Linked DNA regions of Macaca mulatta: region 1 is linked to region 2. A link is a contact called in public Hi-C data. All regions are on one chromosome and are shown on one strand. The core of a region is the stretch at or near the end of the contact, and the rest is flanking DNA. Distances in the headings are between cores, read along the strand shown.

The links. A called contact is a pair of places that touch in the nucleus more often than the background predicts.
Region 1: a contact with region 2 is called in a Hi-C map of liver, with 4 times the contacts expected there. The contact joins the promoter of CD164 here to the promoter of SESN1 in region 2. A contact is called at or near these places in 5 of 14 Hi-C or Micro-C datasets (blood, cortical neurons, fetal cortex germinal zone and 2 more).

Annotation. Positions count from the first base shown.
Region 1 is chr4:14,480,014-14,484,105 of T2T-MMU8v2.0, reverse strand. CD164 (CD164 molecule) reads left to right here and starts at 2,049. Exons shown (of 6, transcript NM_001265743.1): 1 at 2,049-2,308. The coding sequence starts at 2,134.
Region 2 is chr4:14,207,036-14,211,422 of T2T-MMU8v2.0, reverse strand. It overlaps SESN1 (sestrin 1), which reads left to right and starts at 2,137. Exons shown (of 10, transcript XM_077999246.1): 1 at 2,137-2,830. The coding sequence starts at 2,552. It also overlaps a transcript of CEP57L1 not described here.

The sequences.
Region 1 (4,092 bases), core at 800-3,299, 270 kb before region 2:
AATGGTGAAAATGACTTTGGAACTCCCTTGATCTACCTCTACAGTTGCCACGCAAAATAAAATAAACCAATAGTTTCTAGTCTTAAAACAAGAGCGTGAAATGTCCCTTTATCAGGACTGAGGAATATCTGAGGACTAGAGTTGAACATTCAGGTGACAAACTGTTAAACAATGGTCTCCACAGAGGCGTGTGTTTATCCTAGGGTGGAAAGAAGACAACACACCGGGTTCTGAGAACAGAGCTTCCATTTACTTTTCTTTCTTTCTTTCTTTCTTTTTTTGAGACGGAGTCTTGCTCTGTTACCCAGGCTGGAGGGCAGTGGCGCGATCTGCACCGCAACCTCCGCCTCCCGGGTACAAGCGATCCTCCTGCCTCCGCCCCGATAGTAGCTGGGATTACAGGCACGAGCCACCATGCCTGGCTAATTTTTGTATTTTTAGGAGAGACGGGGTTTCACTATGTTGGCCAGGCTGGTCTCAAACTCCTGACCTCAGGTGATCCACCCGCCTTGGCCTCCCAAAGTACTGGGATTGCAGGCGTAAGCCACCGCCCCTGGCCCCTATTTACATTCTTAACCTTAAAAAAAAATTAAAGTTGCCTTGTGCTTTCATTTGGTCTGGGTGCCAGACAAGTGTTAAATACAGAGACAGGCCTCCTGAGAGAAGAGCAGACACTTCGTTTGAGGGACTGATGGTGGAAGCTCACTTCCCTGAGAGCATTCTTCGGCCCATGGTCTGGATCAGTCAAAATTATCAGCTTTTTGTTTACATCCAAGCAACACTACTCCAACTAGCGTAGGTATTGGAACAAATGTTCATAGTCCTGAGGGTACGACACTGATAAGATCCCAAGGGGAAATAAAAAGCTTTCTATTTGAGCAAAAAGGTAAAGCACTATGCAGTCATCTTTTTTGGCGTTCGTGGCACATCATAACAGATCTCACGAAAGCAATTAAAATTCCTATATTATTAGGATAACTTTGCATAATTAAAATTACATAAGTGTACAACAGCTGAAAACACAGCATTAAATACAACTTTGAAGTCTGATTTTTACCACTTGATAACTGTATGAAACTTTGCGAACATTCTGTGAGTCTTGGCAGTAGATGGCGCTCACCCTTACTAAATAAAAGTCTTAGCAGTGCCTGAACACTAACAGGCACTTAAGAATCCAGCGCTGATGCCAGGCAATCCCGTATCCAGGTCAGGTCACTTTTCTAAGTCTCAAATTTCCTCACTGGTAATGTGGGGGTGGCAGCCGCCCCAATGGCCTCCAACTCAGACCGCTTTTGATTCTCTGACTACAGTGGTGGAGTTGACACAGACCGGCTGCTGCAACCGCCGCCTGAAATAGCAATTCGGAAAAGTCAGGCTGGGAAAGTGACAGAGTAGACGCTCTGCGGCTCTGACCCGGGCGGCGCCTCAGCAGCCCACACTACGTGGGTGGCAAAGCACAAACTCCTTAACCACGTGGTGCCTCCATTCCCCTAGGGAGTCCCATCATAGGATAACTTCCAGCAAAATCAATCTTCAAGAAAAAAGGAAGGGGTCCTGCCGAGAATATAAGGAAACACTCTGGGGATCCGGCAGCACAGCACAAACTTAGTTCTTGTGAGCCGCACAAAACCAACTTCCGCCCCAGCGGAGTTGCGTCCGGAAGGCGCGGCCCTGGAGGTCACGTGGGGCCGCGGAATTACGGCCTGGCGAGGCGGTCAGGTGGACGCCGTAGGCCACGTCATGTCGGCTGTTCCATGAACGTCAGGGTGGGGGCCGTCCCTATCGCAGGTATGAGACAAGTCCAGCTGCGTCGTGAGTGGTAATCGGAGGGCAAGAAGAATGATTTGCAGGGGCTCCCAGTTTTCTTGGCTGTGGCACAGTCTCTTTGAGGGCCAGGTTCCTTCGGTTTCTTCCCAACTCCCCCTGGTTCCCCCCGTAGAATTCCCGTTGGTATCGCCCGAGCCCCACCTCCCTCCGCTCCGCCCCCGCACACTGAGAACAGGGGCCCCTCACGTGACCCCAGCGCGCTCCCGCGGGGAAACATAGTCTCGGAGGCGGCGCCGCAGGAGACTGAGGAGTTGACCGAGCGTTGCGCGCCGCGGCTTTCCCCCGGACGTCAGCGTTGAGGACACGATGTCGCGGCTCTCCCGCTCACTGCTTTGGGCCGTCACCTGCCTGGCCGTGCTCTGCGTGCTGTCTGCGGAAGAGAACCCAACCCCGCACACGAACGTGACGAGTTTAGCGCCCACCTCCAACATAACCTCGGCGCCGGTGACGTCCCTCCCGCTGGTCACCACTCCGGCACCAGGTGGGCGCGGGCCCTATGGGCTTTCCGCCGAGCCGCACTGCCTGCCCGTCTTGCGGTCGGGGCCCGGGCTGGGGCCAGGGTCGGGCGGGCCGGCCGCGCTCGGGGTGCGGTGGCGACTCCGGCAACATGGCGGCCCGCCTGGAGTCCACTCGCGGTTGAGCCGGTTGGGGAGCGCTCTGGGGGGCAGGGGACTCGCGGTTCCCCGTGGCTGCGGGGCTGGGGCCCACCTCGAAGTGTTCCAAGTCGAGGTGCCTTTTAAAAGTGCATCGTAATCCCTAGCCTCACTTGGGGTCGGAAGTGAGGACGTGGCTTTTCTTCGCGGGGGCAGCGGTGGGGTTGAGGATGGGGCCGGGCGTCGCGCCTCTGAGGTTGGCGGTGGGACCGAGCTGCCTCTCGCTGCGGCCGGTCGCCTCTCTCCGGAGGTAGCTTTTTCCGGAAGTCCGGGAAAGAGAAACTTAAAGACGGTAATGCTCGCTGGTGTCTCAGACTTGAGTCTGAGAAAGTCGCTTGAGATTTAATTACATTGATTCTGCAGATAGGAATAGAATGTAGCTGAGGTTTGAGCACGTAGTTAGTGAAAACTTCACACTTCATGGTATGCGAAAAGGAAGAAAAGTACCCATATATGTACTGAGTGTTTTGCGTACGTATCCTGAGGCTAAACTGGAAGGTAAGTAGTGAAACCTAGGAGGTAGGTGCAGAGACAGAGATGAGTAAACTCTCCTCACAGTGTATGTTTATTCTTTTTTCAATTGTTTTTAAAATTTTCTTCACTATGTCCTGTGCTCAGACAGCGTATTAGTAGGTTGTGGAATTGGGATTTGTGCCCAGGTCTGTGGGTTTTCTAAAACCTGATCAGGAGCATGTCTTTTGTTACGTACAGTCGAATAGGCTGGTTAAGGTATACATACATTTTAAAGCAGAAATTGGCACATACCGTGACAACGCAGAAGAGAGAAGGAAGATAAGTTTGAGGTAATAAGCAGGAGAAACACCAGATGTTTAAAACCTGCAGTCTCGTATGATTGGTTATTGTAGTTAACATTAGTTAAGAAGTAATGTTTGTGTAGTTAACATTGGTTTTTCGACCGAAGAATGCCGAAGTGTAATGATTTTTATCACGGCATTCATAGTCTACAAATTCTCCTCTAGTTTTAGTATTTTATAAAAGTTTGATAAAGTACATAGTAAACTTAATGTTTTGTTAGTTTCAGGAAGATGTAATGGTAACATTTCAAAACGAGGGAAGTAAATTGCAGTATAATACTGGGAATTCTAACCGCACTATTTTTAAGGTGATAGAGCAGAATATGTTTGTCTCCGACTTAATTTGGCAGTTTCCTTTCAGAATTGTAGTGTGTGTGTAAGAGAAGGTTGGAAGTATCAAATTGCCTTTGTGTAATTGAAGTGCGTGCAAAGGAGGTACGTATTTTCTGGAAATCATAGTGGGTGTGGTGTGGTCTGAAAGGTAGGAAGTTTAGTTCATTGTAAAGAACATTTCAGACATTTCACTCCGCTAGACCCATCAAGCACAAAGGTTTTTAAACAGCATGTTTTATGTATACAAACTTAAAATTCATTTCTACTTTATGAACCCTCCACCCGCCCACCGTACGTGTCCCAGTCTTTAATAAGTACTAATGGTGAAGTATTGAAAGCAGTGCCTCTGCAGAACTATTTTTTAGGCAGGAGCAAAGCAAATGAAAATATTCGGAGGCATCTAGTTTCTAGGAAAATGAATAGAGCCCAATTCTTTTTTTCTTTCATTTTACTGCTTTTACTCA
Region 2 (4,387 bases), core at 888-3,387:
ACCCTTTATGGGCTGGATAGAGGATGATCATCCCAAAAAGGAGATAAAAACGGAATGGTTTTGTTTTGTTTTCTCAATCACATTCATAAGTTATTCCCTTTTCAAAATTCGGATTCAAACTAGAAGTGTTAGAATGTAACAGGCTTTTGAAATTCGACCAATTCATCAGAACTATGCATCTATTCAAAAATAGCTCACTTACAGAAACAATGTAAAGAATTCACAATATCTGTCTCTTTGTAGCTTCAAAGTACATCAATACACAAAAAGCACCCTTCCCTTCCCACCCCACACCGCCAAGTATGTATGATTTGGCTTACTGACGTTTCCTGAAAGTACCCTATCTCTCGCTCTGGGCCTTAGCATATGCTGTTCTTTTGATCTTCATTTCCGCTGGGATGAAGATTTCCCTGGCTTTCCAAGACTGGGCTAAGTGATCTCCTTCTAGGCATCCCAGTGATATCATATAGTATTGTAACTGTATGTCTAACAACTGGTTCCTCTTAACTGGATAAGACTGTCTTTCTCATTGTTGTATATTCAGTGCCTAGCAAGATGAAAGTTTTAGAATTTAATGTAATGCAATTCTGCAACATAAAGAATTAAAATCTACACCGATTATCAGTCCACTGATGGCCGTTCAAACCTCGACTTTTCTCAAATAATGACTTTCTAAAAGCAAATAAAGCCCAGAACATCCCTAAGCAAAGGCAAACAAAGGTGCAAATGCGCAGAGATCCCAAATCCATCCCGCGCCTGCCCACAGAAAAGGGTGGAAGCAGAAGCAGCAGCCCGAAGCTCCAGTTTCCACAGCATCCTTCCTTCTTAGGCCGCTCCCTGCGACCCTCGGGATCAGGATCCCTAAATCCTCGCCTCACCCACCACACCCCGCGCTTGGGCAGCTGGACTAGTCCTTCCCACGCAAGCCACTGGAAAAATCCTTGGACTAAGGGAGGCCACGCTAGATGGCTTCGTCTCCAAAATCCCAGAGGAAATGGAGGAAGGAAAAACCCTGTCAAGGAAAGGTGACAACCCAGCCTACAGTGCTTACCAAGCAGACACTCTCAGTCAGCCCCTGCCACCGCTAACCGTTGGTTCGCGGGCAGCCACAGGCGACGTCGCAGTGGCCTCTGGGGATTGTAGTTTCTGTCGCAAACAAAACGCGCCGGCAGCATCAAAACTACATTCCCCACAAGTCAACGCGAAGACGTCCCACCGACTTAAATCTGGGGTTTGGAGTAATAAAGAGGCCGTCACTACTTTTACGGTGATCTTAAATGTAGACTCAATTTCGTCCAGGAGTCCCTTCGTGCCCTTTTTCTTTGTCGTGCTTGTTTTGTGTGTGACGAAGTCTCAGTGTACTTCTACGCCTTACTTTTTCCTTCCCCTTCTCCAGGACACACTCCAAACATCCGGGAACGGAAACCGCCCCAGGGCGCAAGCTTAGAGCCTCCGGAGGCGCTTGTGCCCTGTTCTAAGTCACGCATGCGTAGCAGCCGGCAGCGGTTGGCAGCCGCGCGCGGCGCACTGGGGGTCCGGAGGTAGCCTGCCAGAGGGCGGGGCTTTTTCCAATGGCTTTGCCTCGGCGGGTCGCGTCTGCCTGGGCGGGGAAGAAGGCGCTGGGGCCGGGGTGGCTCCCGGTTTGTGCCGGGCGGAGAAAGGGGAGGGGCTGGGGGTGAGGACCCCGTCTCCCCTCCCTGCTCCCGCCCTCTGGGCTGATCCCCACCGATGGGGCTGGGCGAAGGGCGGGCTTTGCGCCTTGGGCCCCGCCGCCCCGCCAGCTCCGCGGCCCAGCCCTGCGCTCGAGGATTGCCAGGGCCGCCCTATGCCCTCTGGCTCGGCGGTGGTGGGCGAGGGTGCAGGGATCGGAGAAGTAGCGTCTTCCCGGGGGTCCGGAATTGGCGGGGCTGGGGACGCTTTTTTTCATCGCCGCCCGCCGAGACAGCGGCTGCCCGAGACTGCCGCCCTCCAGCAGCGCCAAAGCCTCCGGCCGCTGCGGCCAGTGGGCCAGGGTTCGGCAAGCCTTCCCTGCCGGCGCCCGGCCGGCTGCTGAGGCGCTGGGAGGAGCTGCGGAGGGCGGGGACTGGTGTCGGAGGAGGGGCGGGGTGGGAAAGCTCGAGAGAACCCGGTGGCTGCACAGACAAAAAAGCCCCGAATGGCTGGAGGGCGTTCAACTGTTACCAGCCTTTTGGGGCAGAGCACGGATTTGACAGCTCCACAACGTGAGGATATCCGCTGACCCCGCGAGACGGAGGAGAACGCTTCCCCGAAATTCTCCGTCCACCAAAGCCAGCGCTGTAAGGTTGCAACTTTCCAACTTTGTTTTCCAGAAGGAAGACTGCCCTTTAGTGTACAAGGAGAGGGTGAGAGGGTGATCTAGCTTGTAGATCGGCTGAAGACACCAGTGGTTCCAAATGTTACCCATATGTGTGTTTTCATGACGATTTGATTTCTCTGATTTTATTTTTACATTTTTCATTTTAAAAACACAGAGTGATTTTTGGGGACATGCTGAAAGGTAACTGAAGACCGCAAAGGAAAAACTATTGTCATGGCTGAAGGAGAGAATGAAGTGAGATGGGATGGACTGTGCAGTAGAGATTCAACTGCTAGAGAGACAGCACTGGAAAACATTAGGCAAACCATTTTGAGGAAAAGCGAGTGTCTTCGTTCGGTGAAAGAAACACCTCATCGTCCATCAGACGGGCTTTCAAATACCGAGTCTTCGGATGGGTTGAATAAGCTACTTGCTCATCTGCTTATGCTTTCTAAGAGGTGTCCCTTCAAAGATGTAAGAGAGAAAAGTGAGTTTATTCTGAAGAGCATCCAGGTAAGGAAGAGCATTTTAAATACAAAACTGTCTCCCTAGTACAGTGAAATTTTATTTGCAATTATTCACGTTGTGTTTGTTTCTATTAGGTTGTTATGTAAACTTTGATTATGAGTTTACATCTTTAAATTAGAGTGTTCTGTAAGTAAACAAGTAGCGTTTTTCTAGAGAGTTTTAGGCAGAAACTGCTTTGCTCCTGGAAGAATATATGAAAACTACAGTTAATTCCAAGTAAATACTTGTTTTTCCTTATATTTCTTTTTACATGTTGTTGGGAAATGTAGCCATTGTGTTTTTTCACATTGTCACAGTGTTCTGAGTGGAAAGGCTCACATTTAAAAGCCTCTAAAATGATAAAGGGTATTAAATGTTTCCTAGTCAGCCCGTTCAATATAATTGGTGGAACAATTTTGTCTTATTTTTAAAAACAAAACAAACCAGGATGTGTTCTCTAAATGCAACCTCTCTTTTTTCAAGAAGAGAATTATATAAATAATAAAAAGCTCTCTTAAAAAAGCTAACATTTTCATGTTGAAAAGGTGGACCCAGGTGGGGTATTTGATAGAAGCACTTTTATGGCAAATTGCTCAACCAGCTTTCTCTGTGTTTGCCTGAATTGTTTCTTTTTCACATGTGTAGCTATTTAAGATATGAGTGCAGCAGGTTAAAAATATTATAGTTTTTCCTCCATTTTGTTCATAATTTATCTTGTTTTATTACAAGGTGTGTTAGAAGACTTTTTTAAAAAAAAGTTTTTAGATATTGAGAATATTCAGTAACACCTTATATATGCTTGTCAATCTTTACATTTCTCAATCTGCGTGTGTTGTCCAAAGTCATGTATGAGAGGTTCTTAAAATTTAAAATGTACTTGGGTAACTATGTAAGTTAAAATTGACAGTTTTTATATACTGGCTTGAATTTAGTTTAAAGCAACAGAAAAATAATATCGACAAAATGAAGACCCTATTTAAAATCTTGGGATATTCCTTCTCACTAACACTTCGGAAACAATTGTCACAATTCAGAGTTACCAGAGAGGAATTAATATACTAGGTAACTGAAGTTTACCCTTTGAAACACAAAAAGTTATTTCTCTATCTTCTAGACTGTAGTGGCTATAACAACCATTTTTGTCCATAATGGGGTCATCATTAAGCATATCGAGTATTGTGCAGCAAAGGGTGGAGGACTGACTATATGATCCATTAGTTTTTATATTTTTTGTGTGTAATTTTTATAGTTTTTCTCTTGTTTCCTTTGCCATCAGGATACTTGACTTTGGTCTCTTCCTGATCTTTCATTTTGCTGCTTAATTTATATTAGAATGGGAAACCAGATAACCGATTTTGTTAAGAGTTATATTGAAAATAAAAGTGAGCAGGCTCTGAGGAGTATAGTATCAAAGGATTTCAATATAATGATAAATACATGGATACTGGAGTCAGAGTTGGGCTCAAATTCCGCTCCTTTACTAATGACCTTGCCTGTAACCTTGGGCAAATTCCTTGACCTTTCTTAGCTTGAATTTCCACGTCTGTAAAATGGGAATAACAA